Regions from separate parts of the Bombyx mori genome. Here region 2 is linked to region 1. A link is a contact called in public Hi-C data. All regions are on one chromosome and are shown on one strand. Each heading gives the region's core, a stretch centred on a gene start, on an enhancer-like site or on the middle of the called end of the contact. The rest is flanking DNA. Distances are from core to core; before and after follow the strand shown.

The links. Hi-C and Micro-C count contacts between places; a contact is called where the count stands out from the background.
Region 2: a Hi-C map of posterior silk gland shows a contact between it and region 1, with 2.7 times the contacts expected there. The contact joins the promoter of LOC101736182 here to the promoter of LOC101737818 in region 1. A contact is called at or near these places in 3 of 7 Hi-C or Micro-C datasets (middle silk gland, posterior silk gland and whole pupa).

What each region holds. Positions count from the first base shown.
Region 1 is chr18:482,419-485,159 of ASM3026992v2, forward strand. LOC101737818 (ribosome biogenesis protein BOP1 homolog) reads right to left here and starts at 1,491. Exons shown (of 15, transcript XM_038017163.2): 1 at 1,007-1,491; 2 at 821-919; 3 at 103-177. The coding sequence starts at 1,102.
Region 2 is chr18:710,815-713,514 of ASM3026992v2, forward strand. It overlaps LOC101736182 (zinc finger protein 431), which reads left to right and starts at 1,379. Exons shown (of 1, transcript XM_004925888.4): 1 at 1,379-2,700. The coding sequence starts at 1,565. LOC101736044 (zinc finger protein OZF) reads right to left here and starts at 829. Exons shown (of 1, transcript XM_004925887.5): 1 at 1-829. The coding sequence starts at 669.

The DNA.
Region 1 (2,741 bases), core at 241-2,740:
TATTATAATTATTGTAATTTGTTTTGTACATCAATAAATAGTCTGCATTCTTTTTAATTTGGTTAATAGTATTATAGTGTAATACAAAAATAACCTACTCACAGACGATTCATCTGAAGCATATTCAACATCTTCATCTTCAAGGGAAGACACATCACTGTCCTTAAACAAAACTTCCTGAAATATTTTGAAATAAAGTTAGTTAGTTAACTAGAAGCTGGGAATGGACGAGAAAGTCACTTCTTGCACTGTGATATTGTACACATATAACAATAAAAGGATAAATTGTTGAATTTAACACACCTAAGTTAGGTGTGTATATGATATTATTAAAAGAAAAACATTTTGTAGTTTTCCACATCCAATTGGCCTTCCTGGTGGCCTAAAATGAGGTACCTAGTTTACTCATATTATTATATGAATATACCAAGTTTAAGATTCGGCAGTCAGATATCAATTTTTCTAAGGAAACTTGTAGCTCAGATTTAATCATCATCAGTAGAAATCTTGTAATCATAAAAAATCAAACAAACAATACCGATTACTGGTGACTGGGTGATTTGTAAGGCCTGCACTCATATGCAAAACCATTACTGTTACAAAGCTGCCATGCAGACAGGCTTGAAGTGGGGGACATTTATGATACAATAAAACAGAAACTTCAACATTGTCTTATTGTAGGTGGCACTAATGTTTGTTTACATTATGGCATCTGAATTAAGACTAAAGTGAACTGTGAATTAACAAGGCAATATTTAAAAACCAACTACGTTTAAGGTTGATTATAAATTAATTCCTGAGAAAGTAAAACAATTCTTACATCTTGATCCTGATCAGAGCCTTCTTCATTTCCTTCATGCTCGGAATCCGTAGAATCACCTTCTATATTCAATTCACTCAAAGTAAGCTCTTCTAGCCCCTGAAAAATACAGTGTAAATTAAAAAGAATAAATATAATATTGGTAGCAAAAAGTTTAAAAAGCTTTTTAACAAAGCGGCAACGTACTTTAGTATTAGATGATTCTTGTTCATATTTAGATTCAACCTTATTTTCTGTTTCTATTTTTCTTTTCAAACTTAACCCAGCTTTTAGAGGAGGCATTTTTATTAAATTAACATATTCAGCGATTTTGCAGAAACACGTGTGTTTGATTGCTGCGCTTTTATTTTGACATACTACTACGGCAATTCGGCATACATTGACATTGACAGTTGATTTTTTAAGGGATTTTATGACCTGGTAACTAAAACTTTTAAGTCATGCCTTGTTTTAATTTGGTAGTTTTCCAATTAGAGTATAATGCGACTCAGTGGCACACAATGCTGAATTATTCTGAAGCTTAATTGGAACGTGAATTAGTTTTCAAATGCATCAGCAGAGTGCGCTAATTTCATGATGATGATTCGATCAAGCCATTGCAATGTTTTCAAAAGTATATTCCTGTAAAATAAATTTGTTTACAGATTGGAATTCTAAAATGAAATTGTATTCACATTTTAAATGTGGAATATAAAAAAAAGTAATTATTTGTAACTTCATCCATACTTACATTTATTTTTTTAGTACAGTTTGAATTAACTTTGAACATTTCCAAGAAACTACGACGAAACGAAAGCCTTACAAATTTTTTCAACAATAAATAATATTACTAACGATAATATAAACAAAATTTCGATCAATTCCAACTTAAAGAAAAAACACTTGTCAGCTTTCTGAGACTGAGTTGGTATCGATTGCGAGTATCACGCAAGAGCAGTACTTTTGAGTGCTCGATTATGCGAAGCGTTGCTGTAGTTGGAACATTCAACGTTGAGCATCATGCCACATAATGCGCTCTAGTGCTGTAATTGGAAAACTACCTTTATATGCTTATTTTTATGAAAATGATAATAATAATATGGAGTGAAATAAAATGAAGATGATTAATTTAAGACATTAATCAACTGGAATATGGTTAGATGAGCTATCGAGGCATGACTCAACATTGAAGAAAAGTCGAGACAGTCCTGTTGTGATGAAGAAGTCTAAAACGTCTGGCAGTCGGTTCTGGTCTGTGGGCCAGTGTGTTGGTTCCGGAGTTGAGACAGTAGTCAAGAACTGTTTATCTACACTTTTATTCAGCTCCCTTCCACGTGTAGTTATTAATCTAGAGCCTCAATGCGAATGGTTCGCATTCCAGTCACCCCCAGCAATAAATCTGTAGCCCAAGCTTACAAAGTGGTCAGAAAAGTGTCACTTATTTTATGTTTTGGGAGACAATAAATTGATGATATATTAAAGTCTCCATTTCTGTCACTGACTGCTACTGTGGTAGCCTGGATATGTTCGGTACAGTAGTTTGGTTACACATGGTGTCTAACAGTGGCTTTAATTATCACTGCTGTCCCGCCGTGGGCTGTACCGTCTGGATGATTTGTGGAATAGATCTTATATCCTTTAATTCTTATCGAGCTGCTGGTCGTCATGTGTCTCTGAAATTAGGAGAATGTCTAGACTATGTAGACAGATCAGGATTTCCACTTCATCGATGTTGGGTGCCAAGCCATTGATGTTCCATGTAGTTATTTTTAGTGCAGTCATTTTACTAACTTAGAGGCTAGTACTGCAATGAGTTCAAGTAATGTACTCATTTGCTGTAGTACAGTAGCAATCTTTTGGGATTGTTTTATAAACATTTGTTCTATGACTTTATAAGAGTCTGGTTGATGGATTGTATTATTTTGATGTACCTTAGATCTGA
Region 2 (2,700 bases), core at 129-2,628, 230 kb after region 1:
TTCTAAGGCTGAAGAAGAAGGTAGTATCTGCCCGCAGACAACACATTGTACTGGACCATTAATTGTTTTATTTCTGGCCTCTTTTTTGAACTTTCTAACTACTTCCATGCCGTGGCGCGATTCCTTGTGCTTTCTGAGAGTATATTTACCAGACAAATGTTTGTGACAAATTTCACATTCAAACAATTTGATTTTAGAATGAGATCTCATATGGTCTTTGTAGGCACTCTGACAGGCAGCCCTGTAACCGCATATTGCACAGATTCTTGGCCCCCTACTCTTTGTTCTAGATGATTTTCTGGGTTTACCTTGTAAATCTTCATACTGATGATCATCACCGTCTAAGAATTCAGTTTCAGACTTGATTTCAGGTTCCTCTTTAATTTCAATGTATTCGGATTTGACGTCGTTCTTTTCTGGTTTATAATTCAAAGATACTGAACGTAAAGCTTTGTCAGAGGCTTGGCATTTGGTGATGAAATCGAAGGCAACAGAAAGTTTAACTAGGCATTCTTCGCACATGAAATCAGGCAGGCCGTCGTCCTCTGCGATGTGGATGTTCGCACAATGCATAATTTTCTTACAATATTGCACATTATCTTCGTGTGTTTCGAACAAATTAATATTTCCTGGTTGAACGAGACATAAACGACATATTTTGGACTCCATTACAATGATATATTAATTTATTAATGTATACCTAGTAAACAAAACACATTGAAGTCGTTTCAGTTTCATAATATTGTGATAAAATCACTTTTTAGAGTAAAATCTTTCACATTGTTTTAGACCAGAAAACATCAAGTTGTTTTCATTTCACGGTTTTTTTTAAGGGATTTTATGACCTGGTAACTGAGACATTTAAGTCATGTCTTATTTTAATTTATACCTACTCTTATTTTTATGATTAATAATAATATGGAGTGAAGTGAAATGAAGATGATTAATTTGAGACATTAATCAACTGGGATGAAATGAAATGAGATGAGATGATTCGGTATGAAATATAATCTCAGTAAAATAGTGGTTATTTATTGAAATTTTTTCAGTGGCCTTTTTGGAGGATCCTGAGAAGTTACGTCCAGCATCTTTGTTTCATTTTCCCACATTTATGCACTTTCACAGATATTAAACAGTTAATAAACCACCGTTATTACACATATTACAAATTTAATCTCACCTTATTTCATCTCATTTATTTGTATCCCCATTCATTAATTTGTCGAATTATCAGCTTCATTGAAATTCGCTCCATATCATTCTTCATAAAACAGAAAATACCAAAAATTACGCTGTATTGTTTGACCTTCGCCTTTCAGGTTGGAAAAATGGACCTATTAGTCCTATTACTTTAATTTTGACAATGATTATTTGATCCTTAAGTAAACAAACCTACTCTGTAGTGATAAACATAGATACTTACCATATGGTGATGTTAAATAAAAAACATTGTCCTGTCCAAGGCAAACCTGCTGGGCTGGATATTTGCTCCTCAGATTTCACATAACTTATTAAATATAATACAGAGGTATTTGGCCTATATAGATCCTTGGAATATAGTATCATGGATAAAAATATTTGTAGATTATGTTGCGAGAATAGAGCCGAAACTAACATATTTGAAAGTAAACAAGGAGAAATTAGCGTAAGTTCAAAAATAATGTATTGCTGTTCAGGTCTTCAAATAAAATCGGATGATGGTTTGCCGTCTAAAATATGTGAATTTTGCAAGAAAGAGCTCGATGCTTGTTACTATTTCGTTTTAAAATGTGAAGCAGCAGATAAGAGATTACGATTGAAAATTGCAGAAAAACCAAAATTTGACGCGACTAAGACCGAAATCAAATTGGAAGCCGACGATGACGATAATCATTGGGACGAAGAGACATTCGCGCTTAGACTGTGCGATGTTGATATTAAGTCAGAATTTACAGAACAGAAAGCTGAGGTACGAAAGAAAAGACGTTATACCAAACGTACTAAATATAAAAGGCGTCAAGATGGTAGCTGTAAATGCCCAGTTTGTGGTAGAGTTTGCATAAACCCGTCCACTCTGACAATCCACATGCGAGTACACAGTAGCGAAAAATCCTTCTCATGTACAGTATGCAATAGTAAATATAAAGATGCAGGCAATCTCAAACGGCATATGAACAGAAAACATGATCCGATGAGGCAAAGACAGTTTGTGTGTGAAAATTGTGGTAAAGCATTCTATTCTAAAAGAGATGTTGAAATCCATATGAGGACGCACACCGGGGAGACACCTTACACTTGTAATGCATGTGGAAAGAGTTTTACACAGGCAACTTCATTGTTTCGCCATAGATTAAGACATGAGAGTGAAAAGACTTATTCATGTACTATATGTAACAAACTTTTCCGAACCAAAGACGGATTGAGGAACCACGCATTAGTACATACATCAGAAAAGAAGTTTTCGTGTCCTATTTGTAATATGTCTTTTAAATATAAGAACAATGTACACAAGCACATAAAAAATCATTCTGAGCCTAAGCGTTTTGTTTGCAACTACTGTGGGAGATCATTCAGTATGAAAGGTGGCTTGAAGAGTCACATAGACAGACAGCATTCTGAGAAATCAGGTTATTGTAATGTATGTTCAAAACATGTACCAAACTTAGAAGTTCATAGTTGGAAGCACACAGGGCAACGGCCATTGAAATGTGAACTGTGCTC